Regions from separate parts of the Sus scrofa genome. Here region 2 is linked to region 1. Evidence: chromatin contacts called from public HiChIP or PLAC-seq data. All regions are on one chromosome and are shown on one strand. Each heading gives the region's core, a stretch centred on a gene start, on an enhancer-like site or on the middle of the called end of the contact. The rest is flanking DNA. Distances are from core to core; before and after follow the strand shown.

The links. HiChIP or PLAC-seq counts read pairs in DNA pulled down with a chosen protein or histone mark.
Region 2: a contact with region 1 is called in an H3K27ac HiChIP or PLAC-seq map of alveolar macrophages. The contact joins two enhancer-like sites. A contact is called at or near these places in 2 of 2 datasets of contacts at active chromatin or transcription factors (alveolar macrophages and skeletal muscle).

Annotation. Positions count from the first base shown.
Region 1 is chr3:114,082,617-114,087,779 of Sscrofa11.1, forward strand. The region is part of intron 2 of NCOA1 (nuclear receptor coactivator 1); the gene reads right to left. Among named protein-coding and RNA genes, the nearest start is that of NCOA1, 14 kb to the right of the region's middle. Within about 2 kb of position 1,440, at least 1 of the 83 cell types and tissues checked has an H3K27ac peak or open chromatin away from gene starts, as enhancers often do. A contact at or near this core is called in alveolar macrophages, where this site is marked.
Region 2 is chr3:114,284,503-114,289,919 of Sscrofa11.1, forward strand. No RefSeq gene overlaps it. Among named protein-coding and RNA genes, the nearest start is that of ITSN2, 76 kb to the right of the region's middle. Within about 2 kb of position 1,294, at least 2 of the 83 cell types and tissues checked have an H3K27ac peak or open chromatin away from gene starts, as enhancers often do. A contact at or near this core is called in alveolar macrophages, where this site is marked.

The DNA.
Region 1 (5,163 bases), core at 190-2,689:
ATTTTTTCTCTTTTTCTGATTTGATAAACTGCTATTGAAGACAGAGTAAAGATAAGTTGCTATGAGCCTCTATGAACTAGCTAACGTATCACATTCATGTTATGATGATCTGATTGATAAAACTTCAACTGCTAAATAATTTGCAATTTTTTTGTGTGGTGATGTTGAAAAATCCATCCATTGTCTTAAAGTAGCAGCAGACCTATATAAAAGTTTCCAATCTGTCAGACTTAGTTAGCTCACCAAAAACCAAATATGGTATTATTGAACAGAGATTTATTTTTTCATTTTAAAATACGAAATATTCCAAATATACCAAAAATACAAAAGTGACATAGCACACATTTCCACCATTCATTTTTCATAGATGTAACATTATTTGCTTCAGGTTTTCCCTTTTTAAATAAATATAAAGCTTCAGGAAAAGAGCTATAGCTCTACCACCATTCTTCCTCTGTCCCTTTTCAAAAGTAATCAGTAATCCAAGCATAAACATTTCTTAGCATATTTTTATATTTCAACTACATATGCATGATTTTATGAATATATTATTTTTTGTTTTAATGTTTACATAAGACACAGACTTCCCACTCAATATTATGTTTGAGATTTAACTACACTGATACATATGAATTTGACTCATTCATCTGAACTGCTGTATAGTATCATACGAATAATCCACAGTTCATTTCCTATTCCCCTGCTGGTAGACCTTTTGACTACTATATCCAGTGCTGTAATAAATTATTTTCAGTATTTCCTCTTTTGCATATTTGTGAGTTTCTTTAAGGTAAATACTAGAATTGAAGTTGCTGGATCACAGGGTCTATGTATTTTCAACAGTATTAAGTTTGACAAATTGCTCTTCAAAGATGTTGTACCACTGGTAACATATGAGGGGTTTTGTTTTTCTTTTCGTTTTTTTGTTTTGTTTTGTTTTGTTTTTGTCTTTTTAGGATGGTACCTGTGGAATATGGAGGTTCCTAGGCTAGGGGTCTAATCAGAGCTATAGCTGCCGGCCTACATCACAGCCACAGCAACGCAGGTTCTGAGCCATGTCCACCACAGCTCACGACAACACCAGATCCTTAACCCACTGAGCGAGGCCAGGGATTGAACCTGCAATCTCATGGTTCTTATTTATTTATTTATTTTTGTCTTTTTGCCTTATCTAGGGCCACTCCCGCGGCATATGGAGGTTCCCAGGGTGGGGGTCTAATCGGAGCTGTAGCCACCAGCCTACACCAGAGCCACAGCCAGAGCCAGAGCAACGTGGGATCCGAGCTGCATCTGTTACCTGCACCACAGCTCATGGCAACGCCGTATCCTTAACCCACTGAGCAAGGTCAGCGATTGAACCCGCAACCTCATGGTTCCTAGTCAGATTCGTTAACCACTGCGCCACGACAGGAACTCCAGCAACCTCATGGTTCTTAGATTTGTTTCCGCTGTGCCATAACAGGAACTCCGAGGGTTTCTGTTTTTCTGTATGCTCACTAACACCTGATTTCACTGTAGCTTTTAATTTTTGCAAACCGAGTGCAAACTATCTCATGTAGTATTTATACTAACTGCTTTAATGAAATATAATTCATACAGCATACCACTGATGTATTTAAAACATACAATTCAATGGTTTCACAGAGTTGTGCAACCGTCATCACAATGCATTTTAGAACATTTTCATCACCCCAAAGAGAAACCACATACCCTTTAGCAGTCACTCCTTAATTTCCCAACACTTCTAAGCCCAAGGGAACTACCAATCTACTTTCTGTCTCTAGATTTGCCTATTCTGGACATTTCATATAAATGGAATCATATGTGGTCCTTTGTGACTGGCTTCTTTTGCTTAGCATAATATTTTCAAGCATATGTTGAAACATTTATCAGTACTTCACTCCTTTTTATTGCTAAGTAACATTCCAATGTATAAGTATACTTCATTTTTTTAAAGTGGAAAATCTTTTTTTAAAATTTTATTATCATTAAAGTATAGTTATTTACAATGTTTCATCAAGTTCTGTTGTACAACAAAGTGACCCAATCACACACATTTCCCTGTGCTGTACAGTAGGCAGTAGGATCCCATTGCCCATCCATTCCAAATATAATAGTTTGTAACCCTCAAACCCCCAAAATGCCCATCCCTCCCACTTCCTCCCTTGTCCCCCACTCCAAGGACCCCAAGTCTGCTCTTTTTGGCCATGATTTGTTTTTGTTTTTTGTTTGCCTATTTGTCTGTTATATTGAGATAGGATCATCTGTTCCATATTTTAGATTTCACAAATAAGTGATATCATATGGTATTTGTCTTTTTCTTTCTGGCTTATGTCACTTAGCATGAGTCTCTAGATCCATCCATGTTCCTGCGAATGACATTAGTTTGTCTTTTTTTAATGACTGAGTAATATTCCGTTATGTATATGTACCACATCTTCTTAATCCATTCATCTGTCGATGGACATTTAGGTTGTTTCCATGTCTTGGCTACTGTGAATAGTGCTGCTATGAACATAGGGGTACATGCGTCTTTTCCAATGAAAGTTTTGTCTGGATATATGCCCAGCAATGGAATTGCTGGATCATATGGTAGCTCTATATTTAGTTTCCTGAGGTATCTCCATACAGTTTTCCATAGTGGTTGTTCTGATTTACATTCCCACCAACAGTGGAAGAGGGTACCCCTTTTCTCCACACCTTCTCCAGCATTTATTATTTGTTGACTTGTTAATTATGGCCATTCTGACTGGTGTGAGGCAGTACCTCATTACAGTTTTGATTTCTCTAATAATTAGTGATATTGAGCATTTTTTCATACGCCTGTTGGCCATCCGTATGTCTTCTTCGGAGAAATGTCTATTTAGGTCTTCTGTCCATTTTTTAATTGAGTTATACTTCATTTTATTTGATTAGTTGATAGATATATAGGTTGTTTCCACTTATTTGCTTTTTGTGAATAAGACTGCTATGAACATTTATGGACAAGTTTTTGTGTATAAATGTTTTCATTTCTCTTGGGTATATACCTGCAAGTAGATATGCTGGGCCATATGGTAACTCTATGTTTAACATTTTGAGAAACTACCAGACTGTTTTCCAAAGTGGACGGACAAATTTACATTACCACCAGAAATGCATGAGAGTTCCAATTTCTCCCATTCTTACTAATACTTGTTATTATCTTTCTTATTATAGCTACCCTAACAAGCATAGAGCAGTCTCTCACTGTGGTTTTTACTTGTATTTTTCTGATGGCTAATAATATTGAGCATATTTTTCATGTGCTTTTTGCTTGTTTATATGTCTTTTTTAAGGAACTGTCTATCCAGGGCCTTTGCCTATTTTTTAATTGGGTTATTTATTTTCGAATTATTATGGCATAAGAGTTTCTTATTTAGTTCTAAGATGTACTTCCTTCCTCATTTCATGTCTTCATAACATTAAGACAGGTTTTTCTGTTTGTTTGGTTTTGGTTTTTTTTTTTTTTTTTTTTTTTTTTTTTTGCTTTTTAGGGCCACACCCACAGCATATGGAGGTTCCCAGGCCAGGGACAGAATCGGAACTACAGCTGCTGACCTACGTACACCACAGCCACAGCCACGCAGAATCCAAGCAACAACTGCGACCTACACCACAGCTCCCGGCAACACCAGATCCTTAACCCACTGAGTGAGGCCAGGGATCGAACCCGCAACCTCATGGTTCCTAGTCAGATTCGTTTCCGCTGCACCACGATGAGAACTCCTGGTTTTGTTTTTTAAATAGTTCTAAACCATAAGCCATCAGGTCTGAGTACATTAAGTAACTACTCGTGAAAAGCAAAGCACTTAAAATTTTAGGCAAAACCTAAGGCAGGAGTGGCCAGATGACACTGAACAGAAACGGCAAGCAATTTGAGTCCTGACCTTAAAAGGAAAGAAGCATGCATGCCTTCTCGTTTTCTTCTTTCCCCTTCTTGTCAGCTGGGATGTGGACGAGGGGAGCCATGTCTGATCACATCAACACCATAGGAATGGTACAGCAAACGAGACAGAAGGAATCTGAACCTTGACGCATACCTAGATTATCTCATTAAAGCTACTGGTACTCTGGGTCTCTTGCTCTAGCAGCCTTGCCTGTATCCTAACAAATACACTCCATATCTCTCAATGTGCTTATTTGCTATATCCTGACCATGTCCATGTTATACATAACTTATTACCATGCTGTAACGAGAGTTAAGAACTTACTTACATCAACCATTTAGACAAACATTTCCTCTCTTTCCATCCTCACAGTATAGTTAGAATAAATTTTAGAGCAGTCAATATTTGATATCTATGTTACCATGGCTGTATAAATATAGTTCACAAATGAGTCACAGTATGGGCTATAATTTACAATTCTCATATTTTATGTTTTAGTTTTTCTGTGAAGTCTGGCTCATCTCTAAACTCTCCTCCAAACTGAAAAATTCCTGTCAATTTGGTCAGTCAGCAAATACTCTATGTGATCCATTTTTTCCATGGAAATATTCCTCCTAGAGGCCTCTATCCCCCTGCTTCAGTTAGGACTGGCTACTTTTTTGGTCTGCTGCTCAACTGTGGTCCTGGGTCTCCTTTAAGTTTCTTTTGTTAAGATTCTATACTTTCCCTTCTTGGCTAGATTAAGAGCCTATGTGTCCCCTTCTTGGCTTCCTACCCTGGTCTTGAGATAGATATTTCCAGAAAAATAAACAGGAAGTAACATTTTTGAGGCTCTGAATGTCTGAAAATGTCTTTATTTTGCACTCATACTTCATTTGGATGAATACAGAATTCTAGGTCCAGAATTCTCATTTTCTGTGTTCTTATTTGAAATCTGGACCCATCTGAAAATAATTTAGTATGTAACTTTTTTTCTCTCTCGTTTTTTCCTGTTTGGTGCCTGGAAATTATGCACTAATGTGAGTCCCTCCCCCCCTTTCTTTTTTATTTGCTGTGCTGTGCACTACACATGCACTTTCTATTTGGAAACACATATCCTGTAGTTCTGAGATTTTTTTTTTTTTTTTTTTTTTAAGGGCCACACTTGCAACAGATGGAGGGTCCCAGGCTAGGGGTCAAATCACATTTGTAGCCACTGGCGTATACCACAGCCACAGCAACGCAGGATCTGAGTTGCATCTGCAACCTACACCAT
Region 2 (5,417 bases), core at 44-2,543, 200 kb after region 1:
ATTTACCAGAAGGTAGACACATGGCTACATCTAGTTTCAAGGGAGGCTGTAAAATGTAATCTTTATTCTGGGCATCCCTGTGCTCAGCTAAAAATTCTATTACTAAAGAAGAATGGGGAAAAGGACTTCGAAGACAGTTAGCAGTCTCTGAGAGGACTTTAGCATAGCTAAAGTGAGAACAGAATGTAAACTAACCCAACAAAGATTTGTGTTGAAAAGCATAAAGAAAAAAATAAGCACTCGTAATATCACCACCTACTGTTAACTTTTTGAGATATATTCTTCTAGATATTTTCATTCACATATAAAACAACATGTATAGCTATACATATATTTATGACTATACCTATATTTACATAAATATGTCCACACTTTTCTTTTAAAGGGACTATTTAGATTATTGCAGTAAGTCAAGGAAAAGATTGGTGGGTTGCTGTTCCCTCTTTAAACTCTTAAACTTCACGGGAAATGTAATACTGAAGTAACTAGAGGAAAGAGGAAAATGTGCTCTGTAATTGCATTTTTAAATTTCTCAAAGTAACCAAATGCAAATGACTCAATCTGCATTCAGGGTGCTCTGGAAGAAGGATTTAAAGGCGAATTTAAAAGAAAAATGATTAGCCATCTCAGAAAAATGCAGACACATGTTCAATAAGGAAGGTGACAAAAAAAAAAAAAAAAAAAAAAAACTAATGGACACAAGAATTTTGTGAAAACCCAGATCAATAAAGTTCCCTAGATCACAGGTAGGGAGAGGTTCAGATATCAGTAACTAGACTGTTTACCCCAAAGCACACTCTATCACATGGCACAAGATAGGCTATTCAGAGATTTTCTCTCCTTATTAGAAGAGTCTTCTAGATAGTGAAGTAAAAGGACTATTACATAGAGCTACAAATTCACTCAACAAGCTTACTAAGTCTAGCTCCTTGTCTTCCTAGAGACCACTGCCCAGTAGGGGAGACAGAGAGGTGCTTGTAAAGATGAGTTGACATTTACTATGTGACAGATGCTATACGAATCACTTCACTCACATTATCCAATTTAGGATTTACAACAATCTATTCTTACCCCCACCTGACAGATGAAGAAAAGTCATAGGCTAAGAAATTTGGTTGAGGAGTTCCCATTGTGGCTCAGCGGGTTAAGAACCTGACTAGTATCCTTGAGGATGTGGGTTCAATCCCTGGCCTCACTCAGTAGGTAGATCCAGTAGATCCAGAATTGCCACAAGTCATGGAGTAGGTCACAAACATAGATCGGATCTGGTGGTTGCTGTGTTTGTGGCGTAGGCTGACAGCTGCAGCTCTGACGCAACCCCTAGCCTGGGAACTTCCATGTGTTGCACATACAACTGTAAAAAGAAGAAGAAAAAGAAATTTGGTTGAAGTCGCAAAGTTAATACATGGTGGAGCTGAGATTCTACCAAGTCTACGTGACTTTAGAGCCCCTGATCTGAGCCAATGACAACCCTATATTTAATGCTATGATGGAATTTTGTACACAATTCTGAGGAAACACAGAATAAGCATCAAACATCTTTCAGGGGAAAACTTGTAGAGTAGTATGAAGACAAGAAATGTGAAGTATAAATACATTGGCAATGTGTTGAAATGTAGATCAATATGAGCATTGATAAATAAATGGAAAAGACAAGATTTCTTCCCATTATGCCTGGATTTTACCAGTAGCCTTCTTTTTATTAGCTACACAATTCAATCCTATGTCATCTAATATCTTTACCCTTATTTTAGTAGTTAATTATATATTGAACCCCTTGCTTTCATCAAGTTATTTTCACTCTGTGAGTCACCTCCACATATAATTAGCTCATAAAAAGAAAAATGCAACATGTTTGCTGTATTTTGTTCTTGGGTCTTTGTATTCCTGATGGAGGGACATACAAGCATACGTCAATGCGTGAGTTGAAGTGATAGCTGTTTTATTCAAAGTTGAATCAGAGAGGAAAATGCAGGCAATAAGCATAGAAGATCCAACATGTGGATAATTAAGAGGCCACAAAGAATAAAAACAAAACATAAAAAAAGAAATATTTAAAATCATAATCTGAGAAAAATGGCTAGAAATAAGAGAATATCTGAATTTACACATTGAAAGGAATGTACAGAGACGAGACTGGAGAGTTGGCAGGAACTGATCGTGTTGGTCTTTGTAGGCCATTATAAGGAATTTAAATTTTGTTCTAATGCAACAGAAATCCCTTGGCAGATTGTAATCAGAAGCACCATTGGTTACACAAAAGGAGAAGTAATAATGTGTATGGACCTGAAAAAATGAAATATGAGAATCAAGAAGTAGTTTTACTTTACAACATAAGGTCTTCCTGCTTCCACCGTAGTTGCACTAATTCTCTCATAGCCCCTCCTGCATGGAACCTCATTTTCTTTCCATCTATCAAAGTTCTACCCATAAAGAGACTAACTTTCCACCAAACTTTTTTTTTCCATTTAGGTTATTACAAGATATTGAATATAGCTCCCTGTGGTATACAGTAGGTCCTTGTTGCTTATCTATTTTACATATAGTAGTCTGTACATGTTAATGCCAAATTCCAAATTTATCCCTCCCCCACCAACCCTTTTGGCATGGAGATTTGGAAGGCTAAGAATAGCAAGCAACTTTGGAGAGTAAAGGTATGAAATTAGCACTAGAATTATCAAGATAAGTCTGGAAAGCATAGTCAGATGATAGGCAAAGGGAGTGGCTGGGTAATCAGAAACCAGCTGCCAAGTAGAATGAGATCTAAAATTATAGCTCAGGGTTGGGCATGAAAGGATAGGAGGAGAAATATTTGGAAAACAAAAGCCTAGGACATGGTCTGGAACTCTACATTCAGCACACTCTGGACTATGAAAGAAGAATCTATTGAAGGGAAGAGAGTTAGAAATAGGATCAGAGAAAGACATAATCAGGAAGATTTTTGAAAATCAATGCTTTCCATTCACATTTCTATCTTAATGGGTGGGGAAATATTATGGGCTTCCCTGCCAAATTTTGTCATTTTAAAATCAGTGTTTAGGAGTTCCTGTTGTGGCTCAGTGATAACGAACCCGACGAGTATCCAAGAGGATGAGGGTTCCACGGCTGGCCTCATTCAGCAGGTTAAGGATACAGTGTTGACGTGAGCTGTGGGGTAGGCCAGAAGCTGCAGCTCCGATTTGACCCCTAGCTTGGGAACTTCCATATGCCATGGGTGTGGCCCTAAAAAATAAAACAAAATAAAATAACATCAGTGTTTATTTGCTCTCTCCTTTGGATTTTTTACATTCTTAATTCTTACATTCATTCTCTATCTCAAAATATGTGTAATTTTCTGAAAGACTGAAATTCTTTTTTTTTTTTTTTTTTGTCTTTTTGCCATTTCTTGGGCCGCTCCCGCAGCATATGGGAGGTTCCCAGGCTAGGGGTCGAATCGGAGCTGTAACCACCAGTCTATGCCAGGGCCACAGCAACATGGGATCCGAGCCGCATCTGCGACCTACACCACAGCTCACGGCAACACTGGATCCTTAACCCACTGAGCAAGGGCAGGGATCGAACCTGCAACCTCATGGTTCCTAGTCGGATTTGTTAACCACTGCACCATGACAGGAAGTCCCTTTTTTTTTTTTTTTTTTTAAGTTTCCATTTGCAGCAATGTGGATAGGCCAAGAGAATATCATGCCTAGTGAAATGGGTCAGGGTATGAGATTAATAGAGTCAACACTGACATTGTTATGGGGGGTGTTTTGGTTCTGACAACATGGGTATTAAGATACTGGGGACCAACTCTTACTATAAGGATATTAAAATGTGGTATAATACAAAATTTTAATTATACCGTCAAGATTAAGAAAAAGGAAGAAAGAAAAAAAAAGAAGAAACTACAGATGTCACAAACAAAAAATGAATTTAAAAGTCATAGCAGTAAACACCAGTTATCCTGTGGTAACCTGGAAAGGTGGGATACTGGACCCAAGTATAAGGTTTAGGACTAGAAATTCTGATTGATCATCCATACAGAGGAAAAAAATGCATACTCTCAACTTGAAAAAGGCAGAGAGTTGGAACTGGGACTTTGCCAAGATGGTCTGTAAATCCATGACAAAGAATGAAAAAAAAAACCCAACTTTATCCCAATGGCCCACAGAAGTTGCAAAGAAGCACAGTGCCTAATACTAGATAGATTATGTTTTCAATGGGGGGAATGGAAACTCCAGACCAACCAAATAAGGATACAGGATCCATATTTTTAACACCCCTAAGGTATAACTCTTCAAAGTGGTCCAGGGCTCACAAAATTTCTCAAAACCTGGCAAGAGAAAACATAAAACATCAAAGAAGAGTGACTCTCACAAGTCAAGGCACTAAGATGTGGAAAAAAGAACATCCCTCCTCCTTCAAAATGAGTTCATAATAGATAAAAGTGATGAAGAAATGAACCAGCATGAGGTAGAGCTCACATATACAATAGTGGGAAGAATTTGTGTGCTAACAGATATAACAGCAAATCAGAAAGAGACTACTAGATATTTAAGTGAAAATGATTAAAGAATTGACATAAGCATAATTCTTAAAAAGGAAAAATGGATAAATTGGACCTCGTCATAACTTAAATCTTCTGCTCTGCAATAGATCCCATGAAGAGAATGAAAAAATAAGCTACAGATTGGGAGAAAATATTTGCAAAGCACATATCCAGCCAAGAACTTGTATCTAGAATACCTAGGAATGCTCAAAACTGAGCAGAAGAAAAAAAAAAAAGGTCAGAAAATGGGCAAAAGATATGAATGAACATTTCACCAAAGAAAATATGCAGATGAAAAGTGCCCCTCGAAATGCTAAACATCATTAGCCATTAAGGAAATGCAAAGCCTAACAACAATGAAATATCACTAGACACCTATTAGAATGCTGGGGAAGATGTGAAGAAACTGGGTCATTCATACAGTGCACCCTGGAATAGTTTGACTATTTCCTACTTTCCTTCTTTTTTTTTTCTTTCTTTCTTTTTTTTAGGGGGGTGGGGGCGCATCCACAACATGCAGAAGTTCCCAGGCCAGGGACTGAACCCATGCCACAGTAGTGATAATGCAGGATCCCTAACCTGCTAGGCCACCAGGGAACTCCCTGGCTGTTTCTTTTTAAGCTAAACATGCAATTAACATATGATCCATCAGCTGAACTCTTGGACATTATTCTGAAGAAATAAAAACCTACGATCGGAGTTCCCGTCGTGGCACAGTGGTTAACGAATCCGACTAGGAACCATGAGGTTGCGGGTTCGGTCCCTGCCCTTGCTCAGTGGGTTAACGATCCGGCGTTGCCGTGAGCTGTGGTGTAGGTTGCAGACGCGGCTCGGATCCTGCGTTGCTGTGGCTCTGGCGTAGGCCGGTGGCTACAGCTCCGATTCAACC